Linked DNA regions of Mus musculus: region 2 is linked to region 1. A link is a contact called in public promoter capture Hi-C data. All regions are on one chromosome and are shown on one strand. The core of a region is the stretch at or near the end of the contact, and the rest is flanking DNA. Distances in the headings are between cores, read along the strand shown. Region 1 holds the start of Stra6l (STRA6-like). Region 2 holds the start of Ccdc180 (coiled-coil domain containing 180).

The links. Capture Hi-C pulls out chosen DNA fragments and counts their contacts.
Region 2: a promoter capture Hi-C map of adipose tissue shows a contact between it and region 1. The contact joins the promoter of Ccdc180 here to the promoter of Stra6l in region 1. A contact is called at or near these places in 1 of 39 promoter capture datasets (liver), 1 of 484 Hi-C or Micro-C datasets (conventional dendritic cells), 1 of 115 datasets of contacts at active chromatin or transcription factors (embryonic stem cells) and 3 of 9 other capture datasets (adipose tissue, liver and pancreatic islet).

What each region holds. Positions count from the first base shown.
Region 1 is chr4:45,846,313-45,851,521 of GRCm38.p6, reverse strand. Stra6l (STRA6-like) reads right to left here and starts at 2,575. Exons shown (of 18, transcript NM_028788.4): 1 at 2,425-2,575. The coding sequence starts at 2,444.
Region 2 is chr4:45,887,047-45,892,255 of GRCm38.p6, reverse strand. Ccdc180 (coiled-coil domain containing 180) reads right to left here and starts at 1,953. Exons shown (of 38, transcript NM_198660.2): 1 at 1,869-1,953; 2 at 1,307-1,404. The coding sequence starts at 1,890.

The sequences.
Region 1 (5,209 bases), core at 1,326-3,825:
TGTGCAGACATCTGTTCCCAGTCTCCATCTCTCTACTTGTTATATTTCCTGGCCAGGCATGGGCAGCTCCTGGTTGCTGCCCTTCCGTGGGGAGCACGCATGGCTGTTGTCGTGTGTATCTGAAGTACTCAGAGCAGCCATCATGAAAAAATAAAAAGGTCGACTGAGGGAGGCAGAGGCAGGTGGATTTCTGAGTTTGAGGCCAGCCTGGTCTACAAAATGAGTTCCAGGACAGCCAGGGCTACACAGAGAAACCCTGTCTCGAAAAACCAAAAAAAAAAAGAAAAGGTTGACTGAAGAAGAAAGAGGTTTGTTTCTACTCCCTACCATTCTTTGTCTGAAGGTTTATTTTATCAGGGGCAGAGAGATGGCTCATGGCTAAGAGCCCTGGCTGCTTTGGGGGAGGATCTGGGTTTGATTCCCAGCATCCATCTGGAAGCTCACAACCATTTGTAACTCCAGTTCTAGAGGATCTGATATCATCTCCACGGGCACAAGGCATAGACGTGGTGAACAGACATACTTGTAGGCAAAACATCCATACAGATGAAAGGAAATGGGGGAAAATAAATTTTAAAATATATTATAATTTGTGTGTATGCACATATATATACACTTTTATACACACACATATATATGTATATGTATACACACACATATTTTCGGCACACAACTGGCCTAAAGGTGGACTGAGTCCCCTCTGCACAGCCACACCAGGTGCCTTCCTCCTGAGGAACACTTTCTCACTGTCCCATGGAGCCACAGGTCAGCCTGTCCCTCTAACCAGCTCATCCTCCGAAGTCCTCATTGCAGGAGCAGTGGCTCCACATGCCCATCTGGCCACATCACAGATCCAGAGCGACTCTGGCTGGCTCCTCCATCCCTGTGGAATCCGCTCAGCTCTGTCCTTGCTCGTAGCCCAGGTAATGATCATTGTCACTAGACCATACAGCAGCCCTCTGCCCCATCTCTGACCCATCCGCCATGTGGACCAGAGCCACCTTTCTAGAAACCCACATCTGATGGCATCAGGCCCTGTCACCTCAGCCTCTCCTGCTCTCCCCCAGCCACAGAGCCCACTGGAGAGAGAGGGGCAGGCTCTCTTGGACTCTACAGCACACCATTCCCTTCCCACACCCTCCAGAGATGCTCAGCCCTCTCCATTTACCTATCCTCTAGATAACTCCCATCATGCCTTCTTTGTCTCCATGGCTCCCTTCTCTCCTGTCTACTTTGGGATCTCTTAGCATTCTGACCAGATCCTGGGACTCCAGAAGGCAGTGGGCCTGTTTTCTGCTCTTGATTCCCCAAGTTCTCAGGTCAGAGTGCGAGTCTCAGTTCCTACCATCTGGGCAGGACTAGAACTTCCCTGATCCTCCATCCTTCCCATCCCAGTTCTCCTTTGATGCTCTCAAGTTTGTGGGCTCACCCTCTCCTGTCAGAAAGGCTATTCTCAGCAAGAAGGCAGATGCTGCTGAGGGCGGAGAAAAGAGGACAGTTGCACGCACTGGGGGTAAATCAGCCTGACCATCATGGGAGAAGGCATGGAGAGTCTTCAAAAAACTAAAAATCCAACTTCCTCTCAATTCAACATTTCCACTAGTGGAGACATCGACCAAGGAAATGAAAGTAGTGTTTTCAAAGCGGTAGATGCATTCATGCTTAATATTCACAACAGCTGAAACATGGTGTCTACCACCAGGTCCAACTTCAGGGCAAAGAGAATAAGTTACATCCATAACTTAAATAAACTCAAATAAAGAAGGAAATCCTGTCAACATAGATGAGCCCAGAGGGCATTGCAGGAAGATAAGCAATGCATGACATCACTCATCTAGGGCCACCAGAAAAGGCTGACACAAGGGCAGGCTGGGACAAGAGAGGAGGGAGAAGGAGGAGGCTGGTGAGAGAGGCTGGCCACCATACAAAGTTACAGCTATGAGGAAAAGGGGCCACTGCTGTGCTGCTGTTTTGTGGCCCAGCAGGGTGACTAGAATTAACAATTGGCTACATAGCAGACGGGGGAGGGGAAGGGCTGTCTTGCCACAAGGAAATGGTAAATATTTGAGGTCAGATCAGTGTTTCCTACACATATGAAGACATCAAAGTGTACTCCATAAATGCGGACAATTATAAAATATCAATTAAAAAGGGCGAGGAAGGATGGGGAGTTTTACACCAGAGTAACAGATGAAGAAACCATGTCAGAAGACTGCAGTCAGGATTCGGTCAGGATCCTCTGACCTGGGCTCTGCCCACTCACCGTGGCTCTGACTGACACGGAGGAAATCTACCATAGTTCTGCCTTTTCATGTCCGCCTGCCTGCAGATTAGCCAGTCCGTGTCTTTCTCCCAGTCTGTTAATCTCTAACATCAAAAGAGCCGTGAGGAGTGACCCATCTCTGCTCAGTCTCTGCCGCTCACCTTGTGCTGGCAGCAAGCATCTTGCTGAAGGACGACTGTGCGCGGTACTGTGGATGCTGCGGTCCTGGGGCTGCTCCGTTCCTCGGAAGCTTGTTTATGACGGCTTCCCATGAGCTCCTATTCTCCCCAGTTTGATCTGTAGACCCAGACTCTGAGAAAAGGCAAATACCCAGTGAAACATTTACTTGGGAGTGAAATCAGGCAGCAGCCCTCTTCCTGGTTTCACAACACTTTTGGCTCCTCTGATTCTCAATCCACAAGCGGAGGCTCCTCTCTTCTGCTGCCTCCCCCTTGGCCTTGCTGCTATTCCTTTCACACAGCAACCCCCCACTCCTCACCCCCGCCCCAGCTGTGGTCCCAGGACCACCCACCCCCAGCTGTCTGCCGGCTTTGCCTGGCAGCTGTGTGCCTTTGGCTAGCTATAAAAAATTATTACAGGTAATAAACTAGGTCTCCAAGCCGTAAACCAGGACGGCTGGCTTAGAGGTTCTCCTTGGACACTGGCAGCCAGCCTCTTGTTTGGAGAAATGAGGGGAGACAGGTTTGAGATCGTGACAGAGATACATGACAGAGCCTGCTAGCGGCTCATCCATGAGCTTCACATTCTCTGCGCGGAGAGTAAGGCTACTACTTGGTAACTCTTCCTCATCAAGGCCAGACTCCAGCCACCCTGGCATCTGAGAGCAACTGCCCAACAAGGATTCCTGTGGGACAGGTGCAGGAGTGCTGGGTGCCCCCTCTGCACAGTGTGCTTAAGGACTGAGAGAGCCCACCACTTCCTCTTTCCCACGGGAGGGGAATCACAAGAACTGGGGAACACAAGACCTTGAGTCACCATGCTTAGAGCATTGGCCCTTACATGCTGTCCCCTCACAGTCTAGCCCACAGGCAAAAAACTAAAGCTGACTTACTTGTAAGCCGTCAATGACACATGGGCTGACTTGTCACAGAGCTCACCTGACCCTTTCTAATACTTCCTAGAGGACAGAGGACTTTGTTGGCACCTGAAGTCCCAAGTCCCCTATTTTAAGAATAAGGTTTCAAGTTAGCCTAATGACTTCCTTAATGGCCCTGTCTCCAAAGATGGTCATGTCCTAAATGCTAGGAGTCCATGCTTTGGTACCTGAGCTTAGAGCCTACCCAGAGAGTCTAATCAGCTATGGTGGGAGGGAGGCTTGGAACAGGTGCGGACATTGATATCCTAGACAATGGTATCACCCACTTGATCTTTCCACCACTGCCCGAAACAGCCCCACTCACTCCTGCAATGCCATCTTGGCTTGAGCAAAATTCATCTCCTGTCACACAGGTGAGTCTTCTGGATGTGTGGAACCCTGATGGGTGCTGTGGTTTGAAATCTTGAGAGTCAGCTCCACCATTAAGAAGCCTAGGGGGCTGGAGAGCTGGCTCAGTGATGAAGAGCATTGACTGTTCTTCCAAAGGTCCTGAGTTCGATTCTCAGCCACCACATGGTGACTCACAACCATCTGTAAAGGGATCTGGTGCCCTCTTCTGGTGTGTCTGGAAACAGCTACAGTGTACTCATATAAATAAAATGGAGAAGAGGAAGAGGGCGAGGGAGGGGGAAGGAGGGGCGGAAGAGGAGGAGGAGGAGGAGGAGGAGGAGGAGGAGGAGGAGGAGGAGAAGGAGAAGGAGAAGAAGAAGAAGAAGAAGAAGAAGAAGAAGAAGAAGAAGAAGAAGAAGAAGAAGAAGAAGAAGAAGAAGCAGAAGAAGCAGAAGAAGCAGAAGAAGCAGAAGCAGCAGCAGCCTCGTAACTCGGTAAGCCGTCAGTCTCCTGCATCCCATCTGAAGATGAGTGCGCTGCACCTGGGTTATGGACATTTGAGGCTAAAGTGAGCAAGGACACTGCAGGTGTTTAGTAGAGTTGCCTGACAGTGAATCCCAGCCAGCTGAGCATCCAGTCACACCACAGATACTGGCGATCGAGTCCCGGCACTCCTGATGGATCACAGCGGTTCAGACCCCTGATCAGATCTGAATAAGTACAGTGTTTGGGATACTGATGAGTTTCCACAAATGCTGGGTGTCAAGATGGACTTAAAAGGAAGGTAGAAAGGAATACAGGAGGCCCCAGTGCAACTCAGCTCTCTCCTGGGTCCCTGCAGTCAGAGAGGCACAGGAAGCTCCTCCTGGGAACGGCGGTTGCTTCAATGGATTGGCAGCTCTCTAGTGCCGGTGCCCAGCTCATTGCTAAGCATTTAGATGCTATCTCTTCTGGAGGTGCTTACTGTAGGTCCTCCTGGCTCCTGGCCAGACTGCAAGTGAATGTGTTCCACTTTTAGATGACTGTGACCATTCTCCTCACACCCATAAGAAAAGGTCATTGTTGAATTGTCACTGGCCCAGGGCATGATGGGAAGGCAGCCACCTAACCACCTAATGCAGAAAACCCCAAGCATTTGTTCCCAGGTGAGTAAGTTCAGGGGAGTTTCATGTGTGAGCCCCTTCATATCTGAGGGGCTGCCATGTGCCCCCTGTGGCCCCTCTGTCCATGCCCCCTTAGATTTTCTTGCCTTCCCTGAAGATTCCATGTTGAATCTAAACCTAGAAGTTGATAAGTGTCTAAGGTACTCCCACAGCTGATGTCTCTCCCACAGCTGATGTCTCTCCCACAGCTGATGTCTCTCCCACAGCTGATGTCTCTCCCACAGCTGATGTCTCTCCAGGATGCCAGCCTATGGGTGCCTTTGTGAATATTATTTCATCTAGTCAACGTACACTGACTCTTCTTCCAGCTTTGGAATACACGAAAGGTCTCTCTGA
Region 2 (5,209 bases), core at 704-3,203, 41 kb before region 1:
GGTTACACAGGCAGGATGATTTATGGCTCAAATGAATAAGAATGCCACTTCAATAACAGTACACTAGATTTGAAGCTTGTAGGTCTCTTGGATCTGCAAGGTACATTCAAGAAGGGATAACAATCTTTACAATAGCCATGGCCAGTAAAGCCTTTTACTTTGGTTACCAGACAAGTCCTCTATGGGGGCAGACACTGGGTACCAGACAAGTCTTCTACTGAGGCTGACACTGGGTCCCAGGGAGGTGTGTGAATACCCCTGGCTATGGACATGAGTTCTGAGAGATTGCCAAGGAGAAAAGGGAGATTCAAAACCCTAGTACAGAAAAAGAACCATCATCACCACCACCACCACCATCACCACTACCACCACCATCACCTCCACCACCACCACCTCCACCACCACCACCACCACTAATACCACCACCATCACCTCCACCACCACCACCTCCACCACCACCACCACCATCACCACCTCCACCATCACCTCCACCACCACCACCACCACTAATACCACCACCATCACCATCACCACCACCACCACCACCATCACCACCACCACTACCATCGGTTTTTTGAAACAGAGTCTATCTGGCTTGCTACATAGACACACAGAGATACACCTGCCCCTGCCTCCCAAGTGCTGGAACTGAAGGCATGAGCTACCATGCCTGGCCAAGACTCACCTTTTAAGCAGAAAAATAAGAACTGCTTTTATGCTCTCCAAAAGAATCAGACACAGATCAGCGGTTAAGAGCACCGACTGCTCTTCCAGAGGTCATGAGTTCAATTCCCAGCAACCACATGGTGGCTCTCAACCATCTGTAATAAAATCTGATGCCCTCTTCTGGTGTGTCTGAAAACAGCTACAGTGTACTCATATAAATATAATAAATAAATCTTAAAAAAAAAAAAAGAATCAGGCACAGATGGTTAATTCAGACTAATTCTGAATAATTTCGATTAAAAATATTTTTAACCAAAATTAAGTTTTTAATTTTGAGACCAAATGCCCCAATGTTCTTCTATAATACACCCAATAGCAATTTAAAAAAAAAAATCAAAGTAATTGTCAAAGAGAACTGTTTTTTAAAAATCGGCTTATTGGGGGGAAATCTGGGAGAAGATGGGGTGGGGATTGAAATCAGAATATTACTGTATGAAAAAATCTATTCTCAATAAAAAAAAAAAATAAAATGGATCTTAGACAGGGAAACTCTCAGAACAAAGAAAAATTAGAAAGGACCAGGAAAGTTTGTGGGGAGACCAGGGGAGGGAAAGGGAGCAAAGGCCAGCAGGACACCTACCTGGGCCTGGAAGATCTGCTGGTAGACTTTGCCATTCTGTACTTGGGACACCTTTCCCACTGGCGACATCTTGACTGCTGGCCCAATTCCTCTTCGTTCTGGAAATACACTTGGGACTTGGTCTTAGTTTTTACTCAGAGGCTGGGACCCTCTTGCTAGGACCTCCAGCCTAAAGACAGCACTAGATCCCACAGGACACCTTGTTTAAGGGGAAACTTAGATTTCAAACAAAATTAGGTGGGGGGGGGGCGGGGGAGCAGGAGGGGGAGAGACAGAGAGTGGGTCTTCGCCAGCGCCCAGGGTGTAAATCCCACAGGCACTTTCTGGAAAGGGCAGGATTATTGTCTGCGCTCCACTAGAGCTCTTCTAGGGACCGTCAATCTGCCTCAGATGTCAGATGGGACTGGAACCCTAGTCACATCCTCCGGGAGAAATAGGGGAGTGTTGCAAAGGGAAGGAGCAGTTTGATTCTGGCCTATGCCTACTGTTTGCGACACGCCCATCTTCCTATCTGCTCAATCAGCCCGCTGTCCCCCAAGCCCAGCAATTTTGAGGTCCTTACCCAAGCCTGGAGGCTCCCGCATCTGAAGTTCAGATTCACCCTGAAGCCAGCAACTGCAGCAGGACGCTGTGGTTTCCTAGGCAACGCGAGGGATGGGGCAACACGAGGGGGCGTGGCCGTCCCTGAGCACACTTCCTTCTCAGGGAGCCAGGTCACTCAGCAACAGCAGAGGCCCACGTGGAGTAGTGAAACTCACCACTTCTTTTTAATGTTGGGTCCTTGGAGCGCCCTTTAAAAGTTCCCAAAAGCTAGTAGGAGGTTAGAAAGCCTGTGCAGATCTTGACTGTTGTGGTCAAGGAATCCAGTCTCTCATTGTTGCACGGGTTAAAATCAACCTGTGCAGGCAGGCAGCACAAAGTGGCCCTTGCCTGTAAGAATCTGAAAGACACTGAAAGAAATAAGATCTTTCCCACTTTAAAGTAAGTTGGAAGGCTCAGAATTCAAGGCTTAAGACCTGCCTGGCCTTAATGAGAACCGTGTGCACTAGACCACTAAGAGCAGTGGTTTTCGGCCCATGGATCGTAACCCTTTGACAAACCTGTACTCAAAAATGTTTTCGTTCTGATTCACAACAGTAGCAAAGTTACAGTTAGGAAGTAGTAACAAAAATAGTTTGATGGTTGTGAATCACCACAATGTGAGGAACTGCATTAAAGGATTGCAGCATTAGGAAGGCTGAAAACCACTGAGCTAGTTTCTCATGTATGGTGGGCCACCCTTCTCCTTTCCAGAGAAGGCCTGCAGTGGCAGCAGTCGGGGAACAGACCTGCTGGCAAGCCCTTCCCACACTGACATCTGAGAGTGAGTGGTCTTCTGAAGCTGGCTGCAGCATCAGGAACTCAGGAGTGTTGACTGAAAACGCTACTCTCATTCTTTGACAGAGGCGAATGACAAAGAGATGAATACAAAACCCTTTTAGACTCATTGTTTGGTCCAGGGTGAAGTAAAATAAAGACAGGATTCATTTTAGCTGAAAAGAAAAGAAAGCCTGAAGGTGACCTATAGAGGGGATGAAAAATATGTTTTGTTTTGTTTTGTTTTTCAAAACAGGAATCTTTTTTTTTTTTTACTCTTGTTTGTTTTCTGTTCTGTTCTGTTTTTGAGGTTTTCAGTCTCTGCCCTTTCTCACCCCAGGAAAGGCTGCTGGCTTGAGCTTCTAACATCAGAAACTTGTCCCTTCCCTTCAGCTCCAGCAGTTACAGCTACCTGGGAGCTGGCCATAGTAGCACGTGACCTATAACAAGCAGTAATTTAATCAAATTTCCCAACTAACGTCCAGGAGGACTGGAGCCCTGGTGGATTTTCCCTTCTAACCGGGCGTGGTGGCGCACGCCTTTAATCCCAGCACTTGGGAGGCAGAGGCAGGTGGATTTCTGAGTTCGAGGCCAGCCTGGTCTACAGAGTGAGTTCCAGGACAGCCAGAGCTGTCTTGAAAAGAAAACCTGTCTTGAAAAACCAAAAAAATAAATAAATAAAAATTAAAAGAAAGAAAGAAAGAGGAAAGAAAAGAAAAAAAAAAGAACTGGCTTCAGGCCTCATCCCAGTAGTCCATCAAACAAAAAAGTAAAGAACTTCATTAACCCCTTTTTATGAAGCTGGTATTACCTTGATTCCAAAACCAGGTAAAGAAGTAACAAGATAAGAGAATTGCAGAGCAGTCTCCCCAGTGAACATAGGTCCAAAAGTCCTCAAGAAAATACTTGCAAACAGAATTCAAGAATACATCAAAAAGACCATTCACCACAATCAAGACACAAAGATGGCTCACTCTAAGTAGATCAATAAATGTTACAAATTGTATAAAGGGATTAAAGGGCAAAGGTCACATGTTCATCTCAATTGTAGAAAATGCTTTTGGCAAAAATCCAACATCCTTCCATGTTTTCTAAGTGTCTTCCTCAATCTCTTACTTTGGTGATTTAATGTTTTCCTTACAGAGGTTTTGTTTTGTTTTGTTTTTTAAGTTTTTGGCTCTTTCACATTCCAAGGTACCTTTTGCAAAGACTTCTGTGAATGGAATCCCACCCACCTTGCTTCTGAGTGTGTTTGCCATTGTTATTCAGCATCATGACTGATTATAATGTTAACTTTGTATCCTGACACTTTGCTGAAAGCATCTATCACTTCTGAGAGTTTCTGGTAGAATCTGACAGGCTCACCATGGTCCAGTGGATGGCCCCATACCCCTGCCTATGGAACCAGCACTAACTGGATTCATGGAATTATATTTTCTAAAATAAAATAAAAGACATTGTGCTGGTTAGTTTTTATTGCCCACTGGACACAATTTGGAGTCTCCTGAGGAGAGAAAACCTCCACTGAGGTCACAGGTCAGGCTCAAATCAGCCTGACCTGTGACTGTGGGCACACATTGATGCCACACACTGTGGGCAGGGCCACCCCTAGGCAGGTGGTCCTGGCTGGTTTACAAAAGCAGGATGAGCTCGAGGCAGAGGGAGCAAGCCAATAAGCCAGGGACTCGACCTGTCTGGGACATGAGGAAATGAGGAGAAAAAAAAAAAAAAGATAGCCAGCCCAACACACACAGCCAGCCAGCCACGCGGTGGACTGGGCTCTCAGAAGGAGACAACGCAGCACCCCAGAAGCTTGGCTTGTGTATTATATAGAGTTGAGCAAAGAGGCAGAACTGTTGCATGCAGACGAACAGGTATGCAGAGTTCTTGGTACGCATCTGACACAAGGAGGCAGGCTTAGCTAATCTGGGTAGGAGCAGCCTCTGTAGGGATAGTCATCTTTAGGCCATAAACATCTGGATGGAGACCGCTCTGGTGGACACTTTCTATGTTGACTGTCAACTCTGACACTCAGCACCCCCAAGGAAGGTTTCATAATCCCTCTGAGCCTGAGGGGTCCTATATCAATAACACATTTACTTGGGACTTCACCCACTCAGGGCTTCCAGCATTCTCTACAACCTGGGAATGTATCCACATTCCTGCTCTAACCATTCCTCTGCATGATGAGCATGCCATGTCAGAGAGTATGAGTGTATACATCTTAGAAGATACTACCAAAGGTTCGGAAAGTGGTAACACACACACCACAGTGTACCCTAGTGTTCTGTGTCCTCACCAACATTTAGTAGTGTCACCTGACTTTATCCTAGACATTATTTGGTGGTGTAGTATCATAGTTTTATTTTGCATTTTCCTGATGAATAATATGGCATAGACAGACAGACAGACACAGGCATGTACATACACACACACTGATACCCACAACAAGGTGCATGCGCGCGCGCGCACACACACACACACACACACACACACACACATACACACACACACTTGGATCTTTCTGTGACATGAGATCTGTATTAG